Regions from separate parts of the Ovis aries genome. Here region 1 is linked to region 2. The links are chromatin contacts, called in public Hi-C maps. All regions are on one chromosome and are shown on one strand. Each heading gives the region's core, a stretch centred on a gene start, on an enhancer-like site or on the middle of the called end of the contact. The rest is flanking DNA. Distances are from core to core; before and after follow the strand shown. Region 1 overlaps LOC114108643 (a long non-coding RNA gene). Region 2 holds the start of BCL2L11 (BCL2 like 11).

Evidence for each region. A called contact is a pair of places that touch in the nucleus more often than the background predicts.
Region 1: a Hi-C map of omental adipose tissue shows a contact between it and region 2, with 4 times the contacts expected there. The contact joins the enhancer-like site here to the promoter of BCL2L11 in region 2. A contact is called at or near these places in 10 of 16 Hi-C or Micro-C datasets (blood, hypothalamus, liver and 4 more).

What each region holds. Positions count from the first base shown.
Region 1 is chr3:105,643,590-105,648,532 of ARS-UI_Ramb_v3.0, reverse strand. All of the region lies in intron 1 of LOC114108643 (a long non-coding RNA gene), which reads left to right. Among named protein-coding and RNA genes, the nearest start is that of TRNAE-UUC, 140 kb to the right of the region's middle. Within about 2 kb of position 2,487, at least 5 of the 54 cell types and tissues checked have an H3K27ac peak or open chromatin away from gene starts, as enhancers often do.
Region 2 is chr3:105,285,135-105,290,193 of ARS-UI_Ramb_v3.0, reverse strand. BCL2L11 (BCL2 like 11) reads right to left here and starts at 1,548. Exons shown (of 5, transcript XM_027967120.3): 1 at 1,296-1,548. It overlaps ACOXL (acyl-CoA oxidase like), which reads right to left. Exons shown (of 20, transcript XR_006059556.1): 19 at 3,798-4,721; 20 at 3,216-3,397.

The DNA.
Region 1 (4,943 bases), core at 1,238-3,737, 360 kb before region 2:
TTTTCTTTTAAAGCCTTTTAGTCCGTAACGATCTAGCTGATTAACAAGCAATACTGTGATAGTTTCAGGTGGACAGCGAAGGGACTCGCCCATACATATACATATATCCCAACCACACATTTCTTTGTCTTCCAGGTTTAAGGCCTATCTAGTGAATTCTCAATGATTACAACCAGCGAGCAAAGGATGGCTGCTGTATAAATCGTGAACTTCATTGTTTACTGTGGTTGTCCAGTTCACTTTTAAACACTCACTTCATTTTCATTCATTTAGAAAGACACATATTTGTTCTGTTTGAGCATTCACAGTCTGTTTCTGATTAGTTAAAATGGTCTTGACCAGGGCTAAGGTCGCATTTCAGCTTTAATTTTATGTCTTCCCTATCTGCTGGGATATGTTGCTTGCTACCCCATACAACAGAAGATCTCTCATTTATTCCTTCTCATTTTCATGTGAACAAAGTAATTTGGTATGAGAACTATCTAAGCAAAGCTAAGTAGGCTAATATTATAAGAGAATAAGACATGGAGATACTATATAAAATTCCAGATTACTGGAGCATAGAAGAAAACTTTAGTAATTTCTTGAGCTGATAATTCCAAGCTTAGGTATCCTTGAAAAGAGAAGACAAGATATTAGAACTGTTCAAAAAGGGTTCCATGGAACTGGGCCAAGGTTTTTGATGAATGCATGTCCACAAAGATAGACTGTACCCTTAAATTACTTAATTACTTACTTACCTTTGGCGGTGCTGGGTCTTCTTCACTCCTCGCGGCCTCCTCCAGCTGTGGTGCCATGCTTCTCTTTGCGGAGGCTTCTTTGGTTGCATAGCACTGGCTCTAAGCTCGGTAGCTGCAGCACACAGTCTCAGCGGTTGTGGTGCGCAGACTTAGTTTCCCTGCAGCACCTGGAATCTTCCCAGACCAGGGATGGAACCCATGTCCCCTGCATATGCAGGCAGATTCCTGCCCGCTGTACCACCAGGGAAGTTCGCTCAGGATGTTTTGAAGAGAAAATGTGGCCAACCAGACCTACGTTTTTAGCTCTGTGGACGTTTGTTCTCTATTCCCTCAATTTTACTGGCCCTGAATCTTGTTCAAAATGTGGGCAGGGTAGGAGCCCAAAGAACGACATGGTAGCCAAATTAAGGAAGAAAGACTTCACAGAAGTCAGTGATAGTTCAGTAATGACCTCATGGCTTAGCTGAAATGACCTTCTCAGGGCCCCCTGTTCCTTTGAGGAGAGACAGGCATCTCAGCCTTTGGTCCACCTCTGAGCCTGGGAACCAGGACACCCTTCGCCTCGATCCCACGCCCTCAGCCTACTCTTACACAACCCACCTTTGCAATAAATGTCGTGGGTGGCATTTGTGTTTTCACTGTGTTCGTGGGTATGTCTGCCAAAATACAAAAATCTTGCTGATAACACGTGAATTCTTCCGGTGTAGAAATGAATGCCATCATCCAGAGGTACAGAAAACAAGCCCACTTAAAACTGTTTAATAACATGTAACTTTTATAACTTTTATAAGATGGTACATTTCCTCTTAACCTCTGCCACCAAAGGCATTTGAAGACCTGAAATGGGTCCCAGGAAAAAAATCCACACGAAACAGCCTTGGAAAAGATACTGTGTGTGTGTGTGCGTGCATTGTAAGATGTTAGACTGAGTGCTTTTGTTTTCTTTTCCCCCATTTATACAGACTTTTGTTCTGCTCTTAGATAAAATACTAATAAACAGGAAGCTCAAAAAAATGTGGTGCAATTGTTCTGAATGTTGTTTTTCTTGTAAGGCTTTAGGGACCATACTGCACCATCCTATTCAAAGCAGCCCCTGTAGGTGGTGGTGTTAAAAAAGAAATGAATCTGTTGGGCTGCTGGAACCGGCTCTGCATCTGCCTGCCTCCCAGTGAGGCCTCAGCCTTCAAGATCTGTGGGGCCCTCTCAGACTTTTCAGCGGTTTCCTCTTTATTTGCTCTGAACCTGGTTGTAGAATTTTAAGGATGTGAAAGTAAGGCCATTCCTATGGAAAAAAAATTTTTTTTCTTTGCTCCTTATCCTGAGTACATGAGGGTTCTTCATTTCCCCTGAATATTCGTTTGTGTGTGTCCCTGAGAGAGACAGAGTGTGGGGTGTGTGTGTGCGTATGTGTGTGTGTTTTAAAGAACCAAGAGCAAACAATTTAATAGGAATGTGCAAACTTTGTTTGTCTTTAAGACAGCTCCTTGGTCTGTTGCCACTGAAACAAGTTGTTAAGAAAACCTGAATCTTGTTCTCCTTTTCTCAAAAGGGGACTTGAATAATCACGGCAATAGTTAGTTTCGGGATCTGTGATAAGATGAAGGGCAACAGTGAATTCTCCTGAATGTAACCCTCACCTCCCTAGGTCCTCTGCCCTTAGCAATTGCTGGCACTGTGTGAACTGGGGTCTGGGACCCTCCCCTGGGGCAAGCAGAAGCTAGACAGGGGAGGTGTTGAGATGTTCTGGTTTTGGGGGGACAGTCATCAGCCACAGTGTAATGTCACCTTGCTTCTTCTAACCCTGTACTTGTTTCTCTGCCTCTCGGGGCTTCCCCATACTGTGTGAGGGTTTGCAGAGCCTGGAGTTTTAGACCCTCTAGCCTTTGGATTTGCCCCCACCGTGGTGTCACTGTAGCTGGGGGTGCCAGCAAGACACAGAGATGCAGAGCTGCGGGAGGGGCGCCGAGAGAATCGGGGTGCTAGCGGGAGGCAGGCCAGGCTGTCCCGAGCATGCTCAGGGCCCCAGCCCCTGCCCGGGGGAGCCCTCCCACAGAGGAGCCCCACCATCGCTCGGGCTGTTATCTTCCGCTGCCCGGGGCTCGTTCTAAACTCCCCGGCGCCTGCTCTCATCATCAGGCTTGGACCACGGCTGGTGCTGCACCACGCAGACCGCTGCGTGTCCTAGACCTGCCCCTCTGTCTTGTCTGTTTCTGCACTCATTAAGTGAGACTCAGTGCTAAAAACTAGAAGGAAAAGATAGGTATGCCTTCACAGGAACCTGCGCCCGGGCAAGGTAAGAGGGGGAAGTGCCAAGTGCCCAGACCCCGCCCCAGGGATCCCAGCAGCTGGAGCTCCCAGGCCATTTGAATAAGTGCTTGCTGCTGTGAATGCCAGAAAATGGGAGGAGGAGTGGTAGTGAGTCAGAGGCAGTGAAGCGGGTGAATGTAGAGCCTGTTATACAGAGTGAAGTAAGGCAGAAAGAGAAAAACAAATGTTGTGTATCAACGCATAAATGTGGAATCTAGGAAAGTGGACTAGAGACGCAGATGTAGAGAATGGGCTTGTAGATACAGCAGGGGAAGGAGAGGGTGGGACAAACGGAGAAAGTGGCATTGACATATATGTACCATCATCTGCTAAATAGATAGCTGGTAAGAAGTTGCTGTATAGCGCAGGGGACCCAGCCTGGCACTCTGTGATGACCTAGAGGGGTGGGATGAGGAGGAAGGGGAGAGAGGCTGGAAAGGGAGGTGATACATGTATAACTGTGGTTGATTCGTGTTGTTGTATGGCAGAAACCAGTACAACATTTTAGAGCAATTTTCCTCCAATTAAAAAATAAATTTAATTTAAAAAATGGGAGAGAGGAAATAAACCCCATCTTTCACCCTGAACCTGGTAGGATCTCACCAGTTAGTAATCCCATGAGGTCTTTTCTGGGCTTAGCCCTCTTGGGAGAACTAGAGTGTGCGTGTGTGTGTGTGTGTGTATGTGTGTGTGTGTGTGTGTGTGACATTCTCTTTGGTTCTGGAGAAAGATTCTAGAGGGACAAATGTCTCCTTGTGGAGTTTGGTGTTTGAAGGACATTTTAGGGCAAAGAAACCTGATTTTGACAGGATTAACCAGTTTCTTGGAGGGCAGTGATCACTGTTCCTGGATACGGTGGTTAGTGGTTTTCCCTAAGACATTGCACATTTTATATTGAGTACATAGGTATTCAGCTCTCTTATGGTTATTTTTTTTAAACTTTTAATTTTATATTGGGGTATAGCCAATTAACAACGTTGTGATAGATTCAGGTGAACAGCAAAGGAAGTCATATCCATGCCTCCATTCTCCCCCAAACTGCCCTCCTGTCCAGATTGCCAAATAACATTGAGCAGAGTTCCCCTGCTGTACAGTAGGTTTCATGCTATTTTTAACATTTTATTTTCTGTTCAGAGTCAAGAACTGTATCCACCTAAGTTAGCCCCTGTCAGCAGAGAGAATGTCCCAGCAACAGTGTCTAAATGCTTAGGAGGCCAGACCCCTACAGTGTCTGTGAACAGAAACAGTTAGAATTCAGTTCAAAAGCAGTCAGGTGAAAATACTCTGCAGGACCTATCAGGGTGCTTTTGCTTCTTTGGGCTCCTGATTTATTGAGTCTTTTCTTAGATGGCTTGGAGGTTAGAGAGCAGATAAGTAATCCGTATCTGCAGCGCTGAGCATTTTCACTGATCTCAGTCTTACTCACTAGAAAATAATCTACTCACCCACAGATGCCAAGGGTTCTAGAGCAGAACCCCTCTGCCTCCCCACTAGCCAGTTTAGACCTCTTCTCCCCACTGTGGCTTTCACAGTCAAATGTGAGTTGACTGGCCGTCATTTGTGAGCCAGAGGTATTTTTCAAGCACTCGTTCCCTCTCTGTCACGATATTTGGTAGTGGAGGGAGGTGTGTGGCGTGAAATATCCACCCCAGAGTCCTGTGAGGGTCAGCGCCCCCTCCAGATTCTGGCATCCAGACATGCAAGTTTGGGCACGATCACCCCTCAAATGCAACCTGGTGGAACAACCAGTTTGTAAGGGCCCTGTTATGAAATTGCAGGACTTTCCCTGACGATGCTGTTTGAGTCATTTTCGAACATCGGCACCCTGAGTCTGATCAGCCTATTTATATTTTTGACATTTTGTATTTTAGGAGGGATTGAAAATGAATTTGATCA
Region 2 (5,059 bases), core at 299-2,798:
GCCTGCCAACAGGCCGCCGAAGGCGAGGCGATTGTTGACAAACTCGCCGCCGAACGCGGCTCGGGCCCTGACTGCGGCGGGAGCGGCGGCGGAGGTTTCCGGGGCCTCTGGGACCGGGGCTGCCCAGCCAAACCCGCCCCTCCCCTCCGTCAGTCCTGGCGCCGCGCCCGCCTCTGCAGCTCCCGCCGCCCCCAAGAGCCGGTCACCTGGAGACAAAACAGGACCCGCAGAGCCGGCCCCAGACTCCAGCCCCGGCCGCCGACCCCAGTGCAGGCCCGCTGGGGTGGGCACCCTAAAGGCCACCCTCTCCCCAGCCGAAGCCCCCATCCTCCTCCGACTTCCTCCCTCTTTCTCCCCATGCGCCACGGGACACGCACCAAATGGCCACCGACGCGCACATCCGCGACCACCGACAAGAAATATATCCACACCCCCATCGCCGGGGTCCAGTGGGCATTCCACTACCTGCGCCAACCCCGAGTAACAGGCCCCCGAGGGCACGGTGCAGCTAGCCAGCCAGCCAGGACTGCGAGTGGATCGAGCGGCGAGTGAGCACAGCCGAATCGCTAAGAGGATCGGGCCCCACGGGACCGGGCCGGTCCTACAGCCAGCGGCTCGTCCACCGCGTGCCCCGGCGGTCGGGGGAGGCCCTCTTGTCTCTGGTTGTCTGTGGATCTTGCGTCGGGCATCGTCCGCAGAGCGCCCGCAGACGGGGCAGGACCCCCAAAACGTCCCAGAGAGAGGACGAACGCAGCAGCAGCCCAAAACTTCGGCCTGAATGAGTAAAAAGAAAAGCCGAGTCCCGTCAGTTTAATCACCGTCGCTGTTCCATAAATCCTTCACAAGGAGCCTGCGTCCCCAAAAAAAGCCGAGACGCGAAACCGGCTGGTTATCTCGCGGCCGCTACTCAGGACCCGTCGGACCTGGCGGGTGGGCGAGACTTCACGGGCGGGCGGTCAGCCTGGTCCGGCGCGGCTGCCCCCAGCTCCCCAGTCAGCGCGGGGCGCACGCGCTGCCTCCCCCAGTCGGCCCGGAGAGGCTTCACCATCCCGGTGCGCCGCATCCCCGCCCGAGCCGTTAAGTGCTCGCAGCCTCAGTGCGGACGACCCTCCCCTGCCTGCGGCACGAACTCGACCCGCACCGGTGACCGCCTCCCACCCGACAACACGCGGGACGAGGACGCGCGCCTCTAACCGCACGTGCGCGGGAAGCGGGCTGGAGGTGGCGCCGTGCTGGCTCCCGCGGCAATCTTCCATCCGTACCCGGCCTGCTCCCCAGGACTCGAAAGTATTTACCTTGCGTTTCTCAGTTCGTGAATTAGGGTCAGACATTGGGGGGCGAGGGCCAGGGGAACGGCACCGAGGCGGTGGCACCGGCTGCGGCGGCGGCGGCGAGAGCGAGGCTAACCCAAGCAGCCTGAAACGGTGCTGGCCGCAGAGGGCAGGGTGCGCAGGGCGGTTGCGAGAATCCGAGGACCGCGGCGGCGACGGCGAAGTGGGACAGAGCGCTCCTGCAGGACCGAGACCTGGCGGCTGCTCGGAGCGAAGTGAAACCTGCGCGGCTCTGCTGCCCAGCTCAGGCTGGTGGCCCCAGGTCCGGGCCCAATCACCGTGGGCTCCGCCCCCGCTAAGTCCCGCCCGGCGCGCGGGCTGGCAAGCCCCGCCCCCGCGGCGCCGCGGCCGCCCGCGCGTGCAGGCTCGGACAGGTAAAGGAGGGGGCGTCCCCGCCGACTTCCCCGCTGCGCGCGCCGCCGGCCCTGCCCCTGCCGGGCGTGTTTACCCGGGAGACTTGGGCTACGGACTGCTCTGCGCGCCCCCATCCCCCATCCCAAAGTGCACTCTCTCCTCCCCACACCCTCCGCAATTCACTGGTGGCCAAGGCGTGCGAGTGGAACAGAGGGGGCGCTCCGGGCACACTCTGAGCCAGGCCCGGCCTCTGCCGCCCGCGGAAAGCCTCAAGAGGCGCCCCTGAGCCTTGGCTCTGCCTCGGGAGTTTCCCTTCTGAGCTGTCCTGGGGCAGGCGCCGAGACTGGGTGGGTCCTCGGGAACGCGCAGATCCAAGGGTGAGAGGGGTGTCTCTTTAGTTCTTCTCCCTTCCAGATGAGGGGGCTCCGCGCTGGACCCCCATCTGCCGACTGCGCATCTTCCTCTCTCTCGCCTAACGCGGTACTCTTAGGCGCCCTCTCTAAAGCCACCCCAAGCTGCATCCAGCTTTTCTACCGCGCCAAATCTCCCCTGGTAAGAGGTAAAGCCTGTAATGGGGAGATAAGAAAAGGACCCAGGGCGATCCCCGGATGCGTTTTTCCGCAGCCCCGCTGCGAGACTGGGAGTGAACGCTGAGCAGGTGGAATAGGGAAATGAAAAAATCTTTAAAGATCCTTTTAAGAAAAAAGGACTGGGAAGAGTCGTGGCCTCCAGATGGGAGATGGGATGGTGCCTCCACTTGGTTGGGTCCTCGAGAATTGCTGGGCTCTCAGAGAACCGTCCAGGAGTGGTCCCCTGGCGTGTTAAGGTCAGAGAAGGCAGCGCCGAGAGCCTCGGAGGGCTCGTAGAGAGCAGCAGGGAGAGCGCAATATACCCCTACTCCTCCTCCCTGCGGGTCCCCGTCCCCTTGTCTTTAGAATCCGAAGCCCCACTCCACTCCTTCCCCGGAAGACCAAAGTCTGTGAACGCCGTGGTCCGCACGCCTACGGCCCTTTCAATACGCATCCCGCATCCCTACCTCCGCCCTTCCCTGGGCTCCCCTAGTTTTGAGACGCCCGCAGCCGGAGTAGTGGAGGGCAAATCGGTTAGGAGATGGAACATCCCGCCGCGGGAGAGATCAGGCTAGATGGATTACAGACTCAATTTAGGGGCCTCCCTAGCCCGAACCCCAGATGAGTGCCTCGGTGCAGAGAAGCAAATCAGCGAGGAATGATCCCGCCGTCTAGCCACCTTGGCCAGTTTTTATGTTTTATAAGCAAATGCGGAACATGAACAGCACAGCCCCAGGTTTGTTTTCTCAGCGCATCCTCCCGCGAGTCCTGAGCGAGGTGAAGGAGGCCGAGGGGCTGGAGGACGCGCCCCGGGCTCCACCCCGGGATTTCGCTGCAGGAGGGAAAGGACGCGCGCGGGTGTCCGCAGCTTGGAACTGCCATCAGTGGCTAACAGGTGGCGGCCGCAGGCAAACTCTGCGCCTTAACCTCCTATCGCGGCACTCGGGGAAAAGAGACCAACCTTCTGTGCCCGCGAGGAGCCCCAAACCCGCTGCGCGCCCGAGTGCTCCGCGCTCTCCGTGGGGTTGGACGATGAAGACAGGGACCGGAAAAGAACCACACAGAAGAAACCCCGATGGTTGTTTTTTGCTTCTGTGCAGCTCCGCCGCCCCCGCGTCGTCTGCTCTGGTGACCCTGTGAACACTTAAAAAAAAAAAAAAAAAAAGGAGTCGGAGAAAGCAGCCGGCTACATGCTCTTATTTGGGCCACAAGCAGGCGGTCGGCTCGGAGGTGGCAGTTCGCGCAACCCAGACTGTGCTGAGGAGCTTCGACCAAGCGCCTGACGTCGGCGCTTCACGCCCTCTCCCGCAGAGCCCCAGCCTAGGGGAGGGCGGGTAGGTGCGAGGTCCTGGCTCCTGTCCTGTGGTCAGAAGCAGAGCGACGTCCCCTTCTGCCTCCTCCGCGAGATGTGGAGAGGGAAAACGGAGGGCATAGACTGAAAGCAAGAGTGAAGTCGGGCGACATCTATGGCCCTCATTGGAACCACAGGCGTGTCTCTCCAAGTCCCGAAACCAACTTAACTACAGTGGATCGCCTCGCTCACCTCCCCGTGCTCGGCAAGCTGCGGGAACCTTCCCGGCGCCTTATTTCATGACGAAACTGTATCTCTGTCTGTGCTCTTCTCAAGGACACATTACACTTTAATATGGTAAAAATGTTTCCGAGCTTCGTCTGGCGGTCGGTCCGGAAGCTGCCAGCCTGGAGGGACACGCCCGGGTTCATGCTTTGCCCAGAGCAGGACTCCAGGTTCACACTCCCCTCTCCCGGCTCGAGTGTTTCCTCGCAGGGCGCACCCCTCCCCCACCCCCCCGGGGTGGGGGCTGGGAAAGCGTCACTTGCTGAATTGAACCTTTGCCTACAGGCGTTTCATTTTTAGACGTTTATTTTTCCTCCAGCACCACAGTCTTCCCAAATCACTGGGAACCTGAATCACCACTAGCAGCGAGAGGCCTTGGATGGCAACCGGCTCTGCAGCGCGCCCAAAGGAAAGCCCACTCGGTGTAGTGCCCTAGGCGGCAGAGGGCATGGCCCGGCGAGTAGGGGTTACTTGGGGAGGATAAAAGGCCGCGTTCCGGATCGGAAATGGGGCTGCCGCCTCCCAACAGCCTAGTGGCCTGGCCAGCCTCAGCAGGAACCCCATTCCATGACCGAAATCCCTGAGGGCCGCGGCGCAGCGCGTGCCAGCCGGCCTCGGGCCCCAGCTCCAGGCGTCTGAGAAGCATTCTGGCAGCTGCGGGCGGGCCACCACCCTGGCCGCCCCACCCGCTTACAGCTTGGCTCCCAGCTTGGGCCACGGAGACCGCGCTCTTTCCCCAGCCAGGGAATGCTGTGGTGCTGGGTACAAACCCCAGGCGGCCTTCGGGTTGGCGATTCCAGCGATCGGTGCGTGGAGGGAGGCGTGTGAGATGTTAAAGGCAGAGATCACCGTTAGGGCATCACCCTTCACTGAGTTGCACAAATGGAGCAACTGCAAAAGACAGCACAGGGGAACGGGTCAGATGTTGGCTCACTCCGCCAGCCGCTTTACGCCCACCGCAAGCACCGCACACCCAGCAGTCGCTGACGCTAGTTTCCCTTCCGATTTCCTGGGACCCAGGAGGGTAGAGGCTGTTGGTCACCGTCACAAGCCTTCTTCATCTTAGAAATTCCTAGCTGTTGACACTTAGTCTGGCAGAAGCAAGCTTATTCCTCGAAGGCGTGGGTGTGGGCTCCAAATTAGCTGGGGGCTGGAGACCAACACCTAGAGAATCCCCCTTTCCAGCCTCCATTCCCCTTACCCCATCTCTCCTCCGGTCCTTTCCCTTT